4 separate regions of the Mus musculus genome follow, and regions 1, 2 and 3 are each linked to region 4. Evidence: chromatin contacts called from public Hi-C and HiCAR-type data. All regions are on one chromosome and are shown on one strand. Each heading gives the region's core, a stretch centred on a gene start, on an enhancer-like site or on the middle of the called end of the contact. The rest is flanking DNA. Distances are from core to core; before and after follow the strand shown.

Region 1 (3,154 bases), core at 431-2,930, 490 kb after region 4:
GAAGAAAACAAGGTACCCAGCAAAGAGAAGTGGCTAGAAAGAAACCAGCCAACTATTCTGGAGGTGGAGAATGTAATAACAGAAAGCAAAACGTAGAGTATCAACCGCAGACTCACACAGAAAACAGAGGAAGAAAGGAACCTTGGGCCACTGGAGCTCGGGCCTGATGCTGCTTCTCATTCCCCGGGAATGCTAGAAACATGAAGATCGGCCTTCTCACTCCATGGAACTCCAATTCCTGTAGGAAGGAGAAGGTGAGGGTCTCTGCGCTCTGCTCTAAGTTCCATCTCTTGCCCAGGGTAGGAGACCTGCCATTTCAGGCTGCTCCAAAGGAGATAGAAGAGATTATCATCCTGTAATGGAATAATGTGTCCTTCCTTCCCAGAAACAACTTCTCTGGTGCAGATGCTGGGGACACTTGAAGAGAGCAGCATGGTGCTAGTCTGACCTCAGAATTAGGACTCCAAAAAGCATAGCGTTTACCTTGTTCTTTGTTGTTGCTGTTGTTTTTGTTTTGTTGTTGTTGTTGTTGTTGTTATTGTTGTTCCAAATACTGGCCAAAAGCAGAGCATGCTTTCCCTGGCCTTCTGGGCATCTGCCATTTCTTTGAAGGCTTTTTGTCATGTGGCTGCCTGCAGACCTCTATTGCAAACTGCATGGCTTTCTCTCTCCCCCACTCTCTCTTCTCCTGGCAGCTGTGAAGTCTACAGCCTGCCTGTCCTGTTGTTTTTCTTTTAAACGCTAATAAAATTGTCCCTGACCTTCCTTTCAGGTTCATTTTTAAATTATTTTATTACTGAGATTAAGAGGCCCAAAAGAGAAGCTAAGGGACATAGGCATCTTTAGAGAGAATTGACAAAAGAAAGGTAGAAACCTAGTCTAAAGAAGAAATAACCGAGGTCCGTGGAGAGAATGAGCACACACTAAGCCCAGAATACTCCAGGCAAACGCAAATAAGGTTTTCATGGAGACACAGTGTAAATACATTGTCAGAAATCAATGACAAAGACTTTTGAAAACAGCCAGAAGAAAATGAGTCCCTTCTTGTAAGGGAAATCCCCCAAAGACTGCAAGCAGATTTCTCACCAGAAACCACTTAGGTCAGGATGGTATAGGCAAACTTGCTGAAAGGAAAGGCAAGTCTGCCAACCCAAAATCCTTCACAACAAAGCTGGCCCTGAATCCTGATACGGCTGACAGAAAAGGCTTTCCCCAAGCGAATAACAGAAAAGAGATTCCGTCCCAAGATCTGCCTTATAGCAAGCTGTTGTAGCAACAGATAGTTAATGATCAACATAAAACAAAGACAAAACTCGCCGGCAAGAGTTGACATCCACGCAAATTCAGAATGTTCTAACCCTCACTGGGACCAGGACGTTGCTCCAGCCTCCCTTTCACCTCCCTTCCTGGTAATGTCTCTTGAAAGAATTCAGATGAGGTATGCAGCACAATGCAGAAACTAGGCGGGGTTTATTACAAGATATAGTGGACTGAGTGGGCGACGGCCAAAAGCAGCTACGTGTTTAGGTAGGCTTTGTTTCTAAATCTTGGAACAGACATTATTCCTGTGGGACGTTTTATGTCTAGGTGACTGACAGTCCCATGTGGGTCGACTCTTAAGGGAGAAGTTATGGTATGTAAGGCCTCCTGCCTGATAGTAAACGTTGACCTTCCAGCCAGTTCAGAAGGCCGAGTCTCTACCCAGGGCTGGGTTCATGGCTCAGATCCCATTCTTTTGATGAGTAACATGTAACAGATTAGTAGATTAGAAAGAATTACAGCAAAACCCCAAAATGAATCTAAAAAGAAGGAAAGAAAGAAAGAAAAGAAAAGTCTGGGAGGAAGAGCTGTCCCTTGGCTCCAGCGATGCTGTCCCTCAGCTCCAGGGACTTCCTCCTTCTGACTTCTTGTCTCATCTATAGCTGTGCTGTCACGAAGGGCAGCTGCAATGCGTTCACCTCTTTCACAAGGCATTTGAACCTATAAGGAAGAGCTATTGGGATGGCTCCCACTGCCTTTACCTGCTACCAAATTAAGAGTGTTAATGAGCAAGCGCATAGGGAGTGGGCCTGAGGTCATTTTCAAGTCAAAGACAGAGCAAGCCTCTAGAGGTCAGATTTGAAGGACAATAGTGAATCTGACATCTTCCACACATCTCCCCCATGAAAACCTTGAGACCCTTCCCTTTTGGAAAACGGGGAACTTTGCTTTGAGATGGCCTTTGTTCTGTTTTCCTGATGTAAAGCTCTCTCCTCATCTAATTCCTGTCTTCTAATTTGCTTTGGGAGCGGTGACAGGTAATATAGGGCCACCAAGTCCTATATTACAAGGAACAAGTGGAATCCTCCTGCCTCTGCTCTTGTGTCTACAAGCTGGTGATTACAAGGAGGGAATCCATCTTCACTGGCCTTCAAAAATCTGCTGGTATCTAGATATCTAGCAAAAGTTACCAAAAATAACTACAGATGCAGTATTTTAAACGCACTATTAAAAAGTGTAAATTCTGATGTCACAAACATGGCTGAAATGTTGAAGTTGATATCATATTAAAATTGACTGTTACAAGCATTTAAGGCACGGAGAGGAATACATACTGTGTGTGTGTGTGTGTGTGTGTGTGTGTGTGTGTGTGTATTATATATAATTTTTTTCTTTTTCTTTCTTTTTTTTTTTTTTTTTTTTTTTTTTTTGAGACAGAGTTTCTCTGTGTAGCCCTGGCTGTCCTGGAACTCACTCTGTAGACCAGGCTGGCCTCAAACTCAGAAATCTCCTGCCTCTGCCTCTGCCTCCCACGTGCTGGGACTAAAGGCGTGCACCACCACTGCCCGTATATATAATGTTTTATTTAAGTCTTATGATATAATAGAAAAGCTTGGGGTACATTCAGAAAATATAATGGAATAAAAACCTGTCGTTACAAAAAGAAAAAAAATCAAGCCAACACAGAGAAATAAAGAGTCAAAGGAGTACATAAGAGTCAGAAAACCACGAACGGCACACATAGCTCTTTCCGATCTCTAATTCCCTTAAACGGACTTGGCTAAATTCTTTCATCAAAAGGCAGAGTGGGTATACTGGCTAGTTTTGTGTCAACTTGACACAGCTGTAGTTATCACAGAGAAAGGAGCTTCAGTTGAAAAAATGCCTCCATGAG
Region 2 (2,864 bases), core at 13-2,512, 360 kb after region 4:
TGACCAATTGATGATTTCAAGGCAACCTTTGGAATCTTGAAGTCTTCCAGAAATTAATATTCTTTCTGGTGATACAATCTAGTGACCCCTCTTGCCCAGCGTTTTAATGCTTTAAAGGGCACACCCCAAAGCTAAGAGGAAAAGAGAAACTCAGCAAGTTAAATCCCCAAGCTCCTCTTATAATTAGTTTTTAAGAGTCTAAAAAAGGCAGACATAATCTGGTGAGCCTGCTGAACAGTTTTTGCCATGTTCTCCCACTTTAAAGTTTCTGCAAAAATTTTTGACAGTTACAGGTTGAAAGCAATTTTTCCAAACCTGACTTAAAGATAAGCAGCAATGTTGTGCTTCTTTGTATCGACGACTTTTTAATTCCCAGCGCTGTCTCTTTTTCATTTCCTGAAAACTATTCCTTCCAGGCTGACTAGCTGTCAGCACAGGGCAGAATGGCGTGGGCACAAAACAGTCATTTGAAAATGAACGGAAGTGACTCAGATGCTATCTGAGTCTATACTGACTGGCCACTTACCTTATTATGTGTCTTACGCTGATCGACGTTTAATCTGCAAACCAATATGTTTGCTCAAATAACACGGACTTAGCTCCAGAGACTGAAAGATGAGACACTCGGAACTACCTATAAATGGTTCTATAAAGGCGTGGATGGAAAAACCTACCACTTCCTGGACTCAGCACTAACAAGATCTAGGTAACATGCATATTTGATTAAGAAGGATATTTAAGAATATCAACCCCATGCAAATTAAAATGGAGAAATTACCTCTCAAAGCCCAATGGACTCCGCTATTTGCTTTCATACCCTTGCATTTTGCACAAAACTATGTCAGACAACTGAGTAAAATTTGGACTAACTGGATTTTCAGAAAACTGAGTAAAAAAGAGACTGACTGGATTTTCAGAAAACAAAGCAAAACAAACAAAACTAGCAAGTTCCTTCTTTCTCTCCTTCTTTCCTCATCCAGGCACAGAGTTAGACCACACATCCTGTCCTCTTTGGCAATTTGATGCAATTATGTGACTGAATTTCATCTAATACGATATATTTAGCTAAGAGAATGCTCTTCGCTGCCAGGCCTGGCCCATTAAAGTTGCTCGTAGTTGCTCCTCTATGCCTTTTCTGTATCTGCCAACCTGGCTCAGAGCACGGTGACTTTGAAAACTTTTGGTGAAGTTGAGCCAGAAGCTGGAACAAGTCTTGATTCAGAAACATTTTTTAAGGGGAACATCACCAGTTGGGCAGGAACACCAATCACGTATCTCCCCGCCCCACACTTGGGGAACAGGCGTTCGCTTCCTTAGTTAAAGGAGCACCACATACAATCTGCTTTGTTTTGCTCAACAGAAAAAAAAAAGAAAGTTTTAGGGCTGAAGTGGCTCAGTAGCAAAGAGCACTTACTCTTGCAGAGGCCACGGGTTTGATTCCTGGCACCCACGTGGCATTTTGGCGCCATCCATAACTCTAGTTCCAGGAGATTCGATGACCTCTTCTGACCTCTCCAGGTACCAGTCTTACATGTGGCGCTCAGACTCGTGCAAGCGAAACACTCGTGAACCTAGAAGAAAATAAACACATCTCAAAGAATTTAAAGAAGGGAAAGAAATTCAAACCTCAGGATTTTAGGCTTGCTATGAATAATTTCTAGGTATCCATAGTCATATATATTTTGTTTGTTTGTTTGTTTTGTTTTTTGAGACAGGGTTTCTATGTGTAGCCCTGGTTGTCCTGGAACTCACTCTGTAGAGCAGGCTGGCCTTGAACTCAGAAATCCACCTGCCTCTGCCTCCCAAGTGCTGGGATTTAAGGCGTGTACCACCACTGCCCAGCTGTCACTTTTTTTTTTTAATCCAAAGAGGAAAATCAGCTTAAGGAAAAGACCAATTAGATTTGGAAATCAAGCCATGTTTTTGTAATGTGGCAAAGCCACATTAATAAAGGCAATTATTATCTTTAATAAAGGCAATTCATTTTAGATTTTTTTTTTTCTACACTCAGTCATTCTAGGAAATAGTGTAGACTACCAGGGCATGACCCACACAGAAGAAAACTATGTGGTGGCATATTTACTGGAGGCCTTTGTGAAATGAACAGAACGTTCAAGGTAACTTGACCAGAGATGAGAAAAGTAACTGCAGCCGCACATAAGGTGTGATTTACAAACAATCCCACCTGAAACCCTATAGCTACCAACGGGCTTTTCTTGGCAGCCTTGTGGGAGCCTTACAAGCTGACCACAGATAAACTGACTGGCCTGAGTCAACCATGCAGGCTTCTTAATAGTCACAAATTGTGTGTGTGTGTGTGTGTGTGTGTGTGTGTGTGTGTGTGTGTGTGTACAGGGTCTATGTAGCCCTGACGGCTGTCTTAGCACTCACAATGTAGATCAGGCTGGCCTTGAAGAGATCTACCTGTCTGTTTCCCAAGTGCTGGGATTAAAGAAATGAGCCACTACAGCCAGCCACAAATTAATTCCTTCAGTAAAACTTTGTGTAAGGTCGCTTGCTTGTTACTCATTGACTCTCACCCTGGTGCTCACCCCTAGGTTACAAATCTCAAGGAAAATAATTTGCCCATTGTTCAATCTTGTTTACAGCCTCCTGCCCTGAGTGCACCAGTTCTGGTACAAAATTTACTCTCCACCCAGATTTTAGATTCCACAGAACCTGGAGCATACAGCACTGGGGAACTTCAGTGGTACCCTGATGACTTGGCTAATTGTATTTAAATTTGTTTTGTAAGAGAGAAACCTCTTCAAGCATATTCACTTAGTTCTTCTGTGGTTCTTTTCCCTTAAGTGCAGCCATGGGACAAATGGAACATTGGATTCATCTTTATTGTTATTATCATC
Region 3 (3,253 bases), core at 180-2,679, 270 kb after region 4:
GTAAGTCTTGCAAAATAATCTTTTAAGACAGATACCAATAGAACTGAGAAATAAAAGGGAGATCACATTTTATAGCAAAAAATAAATAAAGATGGAGTCATAAAAAGATATTAGTTATGCATGTCTTACCCAAGAGTGTACCATTTGACAATACTTTCAATAAAGGATAAGAAAAGATAAAAGGAGGGCTCAGTCACAGAAATCTTGCCCAGCATACAAAGCTGTGATTAATCCCCAATACACACAGAGGAAAAAAACTAATATAGAATAAGAAAATATTTTCTTATTTCCTATCAGTAGATCCTCTGGAACATAGTAGGTGCTCAATAAATATTTCTTACATTGATCAAAGAGTAGGTAGGTCTCAAAAGACAACAGGTTTGTCTGCATTAAACTAGAAGTTGATCCTTTATGGGGCACCCTGAAGAATCTCCAGGCAATAGTGACATAGCTAAGTTTGGGTTTCTGAGAAAATCCACAGAAAAATGGGCTTGGAGAAAGGAAGAATGAAAACAGAGAACCGGTTGGAAATAACTACATGTGAAAATGATCCTCTACCAACGGCTGGAAGCTGGTGAGGACACAGTGAGGAGAGTCCGTTGGGAAACAGAAGAGAGTACCATATAAGGAGGTATAAGCTGGCAGTGACGTTACGAGGGTAACCTGGGAGAACTCCCAGGTGTCCGCCACCACCCCACCAAGAGAACACGATTGCCTTGCAACAGCATACAAAATATCAAATAACTTCCATAACACCGTTTATTAAACACACATTCACGTGTATTCACAACAAAATCCTGGACCAGATGTGAAGATAGGTGTGGGAAAAGTTTAACTTGCTTTCTTATGAATGTATACATTCAGAGATCCTTTAATAAATTCTTGGTCTATATCACATCCTATATTAAACTGTCATTGAGTATGGGATGTTCCCCTTATGGAGGTAACATCTTGATACAGGGAAAAACTATCCACTGTACCAAAGGCAGATAAGGAATATAGTATGGAAGGATTTAAAGACTGTAACAATGATGTTCTTTAACTTAAGAGCTTATGGGAATCATGGAAAGTTTTTAAGAATCGAGAACAAAGAGTAACCTACTGCAGGACTTTCTCGGACCCTTCTGATGTATAAATAATGACACGCAACTTCCATTAGAGTTTAAAGCTTAGGCCTTTTACTGGAGCAGTCTCCCAGATACTGCTTAAACTTTGCCCCACTGTGTGGCCTATGAGCCACCATGTGGCTAGCTCTATACCTCTCTGCTTTGCTGAGGTCTGTGTCTATTCCCTGAGTCTACTCTGGATTCTCTCGATTCTGCTTTCTTCTCCATGTGTCAGTCACTCTCTCTGCCTGGAAGTTCCACCCCCTACTTCCTGACCTCAGATCTTTATTCCCACTAGTCAGCAGTGAGACAACGTGGTCAGTAACCAAGTGGTATTTACACCTGGCAAAGATCACTCTATCTGTGGAGGATCCACTTGGAAGCCCTTGCAGAGTCCATGCCAGAGACAATTACACCTTAGGTTCCAAATAATCACCTGTTTGTTTCCATTCTTTTCGGCCAGGGCCTTGTGTTGTAGCAATTATTAAATATTTTCGCAATAACTCCATCCTGGAGTGTTGGCAGTGTGGGTAGATGAAAGAAGTTTCTAGTAAATACGATGGATAAGTTCTCAGGATACCATAGGCTTTAGCCCTAGATATCAGCTTCTTCTAGCTGTTGTCATGCAGAGGGTACAGGAAAGAAAGACATAAAAGGAGGACAAAGCTCCATCCCTTGGCAACAACACAGATTAGTCTCCATCGGTGCCCTTCCTTATTTCTATTCACCCACATGTACCCTGGCACTTGGCCACCTCCATCTCCAGAAACACTAGTGCTTAGCTTCTTGGTTTATAACTAAGGGAAATTAGTCACTAGAGAGTACATAACATTCCCAGACAGTTTCAGTCCACCCTGAAACAAATTGTCCAGTGTTTATTTCTTCACATAGAAAGACCAAAGATGTATTCAGTGATGAATTTAACACATAATTGTTTTCTGACCAACAGAACCAAACACAAGCCAGTTGTCCTGGGCAGAAGCTTTGTCTCCTTCACTCTAGCTTGTGTTCCTTCTGCATCTACGATCGCCAAGGGAAGCAGACCACATGAAGCTCACCAATTTGTTGTTTATTTCAACTCAGCTCACATAAAAGACTTGGTTGATAGGGGTATAATTAAGCCTTTGTTCTAGATGAGCTTATAGGATTATCTCTAGGTTTTAGTTCTCCATGCCATCTTTGTCCCCAAGTGCCAAATATAATCCTATGTTAGCTAGAAGCAGGATCTGACAAGAAAGAAAAAATGTGAGATATGAACAGGGCAAAAATCAATAACCTGACAATATATTGGTACTCAGCAGATTTTATTTTAAATTATTGTTCTACTTTCCCTGAAAGGAATACGCTGTTGTACCCACAGAAAGAATACAGTCACTTTTAACAACAACAACATAGCTTCTAAGAGGCGTGGGATCTGCACCAGCTGGGGCATGAACAGGAAGTCTTGGTGGGTCCTGAGAAGAGGTAGTGTTTGGGGAGCAGCCAGAAGTATGGTCAGAGAGTCTGCAATGATGTTGGCAAAATGAAAAAGCAGTGATCAAGAATGAATAAAGCCCAGGAGAGCAAAAAAGAAAGGATGAAGCTCTGTGATTTCTGCAGCCCTTTAGTTATGGAAAAGGAAGCTGAAGGGTGTTTGTTTGTTTTTCTGTTTGTTCGTCTGCTTCATTGGTGGAATGCTTTCCATCTATATTATCTGCTTACCTGGAATGTTTGGAAGCAAAGCAAGCCATGGAAGGAAGAGGTCAAGTTTGGAAAGGGGGAAAGAGTAGACTTTATTTTGAAACTGAAGCCTCTTTCTTTATTTTGAAACTGGAGGGGTATCTCAGAGATTAGTAAACCAGAGATATGTTCATCTATGGATCCTTCAATCTACACAGTTTTTGTATATCCCTAAACAGGTGACACTAGTAGCAACAGAAAGCACACCAGGAGACTACAAGAGCATGTTGGCACCTGCACAGATAACATGACAAGAACCTGTAGCATGAGAGACACTTCACCGCCTGCTGAGGGGACTTCCTAGGACATTATAAGGCGATCTGCTTGAGGTTTCAAGGCTTCCCCACAATGAAATGACACTGAGGGGACCAGGTGACTCTCATCAAGCCTCTGCTTAAAGAGAGGGAGGGGCCCATGAGCACACAGGA
Region 4 (2,808 bases), core at 82-2,581:
CAGACGGAGCCTGTAGCACTTCCAGGGGAGCCAGCAGAGGCGCACTATTCAGGTTGACCAGATAGCCTTAGGTTACTGGAAACCAGTCACATTAGAAACATTTTCGTACTCCAGGAAGATGGAGTAGGTGGCTGCTGACAGACATTTTAATGGTCTGTCTATGACAGTCAACTTGTGTGCAATTAAAATGCAAAGCATTAAAATGGTTTTCTTAATCCTTCAAAGAGAAGCTAGAAATAAATGTGAATACCACAAATACTTAACTGTGACCAAGAGTCAGAACTCAGTGCAATAAATACCTTTCCTCCAATGATTAAATACTGCAGAAGGGATGTGGAGGCTCAGGAGGAACCAGAGATGAATGTTCTTGCCAGAAGGAAGAGAAGGGTTTTGTTTTTGGGTTTTAGGGTTTTTTTGGTTTTGTTTGTTTGTTTCGGGGGTGTTATTAATACCCTATCCAGTCATCCTGAATAGTTATTTGGGGGCATTTTAAAAAAATTCTTCAGCTATAAAAAAATAGGGAACAGTCTTCCTCTCAAAGCTGATAGGAAAGCTTAGTGAATAGTGCACAAACAATTCTTTCCACAATGCAAACTTTAGAATGTACCAACAGTAGAGCCAGCTAAAACCAAAGTGCAATGGGTGTGAGGAACTTCACTTCCATGCCTTCTCTCAGATCTCTGAACCTGAGTAAAATACTTAATAATTCTGTACTCCTGTCTCTAGTTTTTGATGATGATGATGATGATGATGATGATGATAATAATAATAATAATAATAATAATATGTCTAGCTTTTTATACATCATATTTTTGAGATCAAGTACATAGACCAATACCTGGCATACAGCTATTTAAAAGATAGTAGCTACAATGGATTTACAAGGCAATTTGTTTACTTATGTTAGGTAAAATACAACTGATTAGTTATTTGGCTTTCACTTAATTTGTCTTCTAATGTGTAAGCATTTGATGTCTACAATGCAATGCCCTGCCAAGATCAAAGAGCAGGGTTCTAGGGGCCAGGCATGCCTGGATTCCAATCTTGGCTTTGAGTCTCACTGGTTGTATTCTTGTGGGTATGTGATTTAACTTACTGGCATTTCATTTCCCTTCTCTGTAAAAGGGATTATCTGCTGCTTGGGATTATAGTGAAGAAGATTCAAGGAGCAAGCAGAAAGGCATGGTTGGGTCTTGACTCCTCCCGCCACTCCACACGTGTCCAAAGAGTCAGAAAAGGCTGGAGAAATCTTTCTCCTAGTCCTCCTGTATTGTGGGTCAACTTATCCCAACTATTTCCTAAAACTGGGAATAGTTCCAGGGACAAGCTGCAGCTGAGGACACAGAACAGAAGAGAACAGAAATCAAGGACAGTTGGAGACATAGCTGTGGGCAAACTCAGACCCTTGCGGATGGAAGTTGGCTGGCCCTGGTGTCATTGGGCAATGACCATGGGAAAGAACAGACAAACAAGAAATATTGCATGGTCTTAAAGATACAGGAAAGGTTTCAAAGTCAGAAAAAAAAGAAAGGGGATTTTTAAGAGTGATGTGGAAGATGCGAGTTTTGGAGGAATCTTAGATGCTTAAAATGTTTGCTTTCTTTGTGTTCTTAAAGTATGGGTGAAGTACCACATGTTTTTGAACAACTGCCACCTTTCTTAAGTACTTCTGGGATTTGTTTTCCCCATTCATAAAGCACTGATTTATCAAAAAAAAATCATTATTTTAAGCACTGTTGTTTTTATCAGCCCAAACAATCAAATCTTTTATTGTATACTATTCAAATTAAAGGGTCCAGCTGAGGTCACAGGACAGACTCTGCACAGTAAATACCTCTCTTCCACAGAACACTTTGTTTTCTCACTCCACTGGAGACGAGAAAAGCAGAAATAAATTTTGACAAAATAAAATAAAATATCTCCCTTAAAAGGGTTTAGAAAACTAGAAAGATGACAGAGGTCTCTACAAATAATGTGTAGCTGTGGTTATTAATGACAGATAACAAAGTGATAGATAACAGAATGAAATTAGGCAAATTGAACTTGACCCTATCCCTGTAGATAAATATACAAAATATAAATAGTTTGTGAAGATGTTTATTAATCAACTCACCTTATGGTCTATAAAGTGAGTCCTACGCAGATTAAAATCATGACTTTCTAGCTGCAAATTATTCCCTGGAAGATGGCTGGGCCTTTTTGGAGGTTTTTCAACTCCCAAGTTGTTTGAAAGCTTTTAATGTGAGAGTGGAATTGATAACTGATACCCTGTGGAGTTTGTAAAAATTAAGAAGAGAATGACTCAAAGGGAGTCACTTGGAGAATCTGGTCAAGTGTGAGACAAACAGGGGACAGGAGAGATCTTTCTGTGATTTGGGCAAGATCGGACTGTCCACACCCTTCCCCACTTACTCACAGTGCCTGTGAATTCCAAGTGAAGCTTGGAAGAGTTTTGTCCTGATCAGCATCTTGAGTTCCACCCCACCCCCCACCCCCCTCCTGAAATGCTCTAGCAACTTTCTTAGAGACAAATTTATTAATGAGGATCCAGCAGAGAAATTGTGTTCCCATGTGTTTAATTTGTTAGCAGAGTTCACCGTGTATCTTACATGTGTACAATTTTTATGACTTTTTAGCAGAGTGCTTTATTACTGCTGGTCTAGTCTGGCCAAGTGAACTTTTTTTGTCAAAAGGGATGCTGTCCTTGTCACCATTTTTGTTAACATTTTAAGAGTGCTTTTTCAGTGCAGGACACTGATGTCTTTCTGTAGTGACAATGTGCAAAGTCATGTGGTGATCTGATAGTGT

What was found. A called contact is a pair of places that touch in the nucleus more often than the background predicts. HiCAR-type assays count read pairs that join an accessible place to other places.
Region 1: a contact with region 4 is called in a Hi-C map of uterus, with 5 times the contacts expected there. The contact joins two enhancer-like sites. A contact is called at or near these places in 6 of 484 Hi-C or Micro-C datasets (cochlea, embryonic fibroblasts, liver and 1 more).
Region 2: a contact with region 4 is called in a HiCAR-type map of fibro-adipogenic progenitors, with 2.7 times the contacts expected there. The contact joins two enhancer-like sites. A contact is called at or near these places in 4 of 39 promoter capture datasets (the 3T3-L1 cell line, HPC-7-derived erythroid cells, hippocampal neurons and 1 more), 1 of 15 datasets of contacts at CTCF or cohesin (the NIH/3T3 cell line), 1 of 484 Hi-C or Micro-C datasets (the 3T3-L1 cell line) and 1 of 115 datasets of contacts at active chromatin or transcription factors (fibro-adipogenic progenitors).
Region 3: a contact with region 4 is called in a Hi-C map of liver, with 3 times the contacts expected there. The contact joins two enhancer-like sites. A contact is called at or near these places in 2 of 484 Hi-C or Micro-C datasets (liver and nephron progenitors) and 3 of 115 datasets of contacts at active chromatin or transcription factors (extraembryonic endoderm stem cells, fibro-adipogenic progenitors and hepatocytes).

The regions. Positions count from the first base shown.
Region 1 is chr13:114,270,122-114,273,275 of GRCm38.p6, reverse strand. No RefSeq gene overlaps it. Among named protein-coding and RNA genes, the nearest start is that of Gm41072, 63 kb to the right of the region's middle. Within about 2 kb of position 1,680, at least 14 of the 459 cell types and tissues checked have an H3K27ac peak or open chromatin away from gene starts, as enhancers often do. A contact at or near this core is called in liver and uterus, where this site is marked.
Region 2 is chr13:114,403,674-114,406,537 of GRCm38.p6, reverse strand. No RefSeq gene overlaps it. Among named protein-coding and RNA genes, the nearest start is that of Ndufs4, 17 kb to the right of the region's middle. Within about 2 kb of position 1,262, at least 44 of the 459 cell types and tissues checked have an H3K27ac peak or open chromatin away from gene starts, as enhancers often do. A contact at or near this core is called in fibro-adipogenic progenitors, where this site is marked.
Region 3 is chr13:114,489,252-114,492,504 of GRCm38.p6, reverse strand. No RefSeq gene overlaps it. Among named protein-coding and RNA genes, the nearest start is that of Fst, 32 kb to the right of the region's middle. Within about 2 kb of position 1,429, at least 12 of the 459 cell types and tissues checked have an H3K27ac peak or open chromatin away from gene starts, as enhancers often do. A contact at or near this core is called in liver, where this site is marked.
Region 4 is chr13:114,759,649-114,762,456 of GRCm38.p6, reverse strand. No RefSeq gene overlaps it. Among named protein-coding and RNA genes, the nearest start is that of Gm34790, 57 kb to the left of the region's middle. Within about 2 kb of position 1,331, at least 18 of the 459 cell types and tissues checked have an H3K27ac peak or open chromatin away from gene starts, as enhancers often do. A contact at or near this core is called in fibro-adipogenic progenitors, liver and uterus, where this site is marked.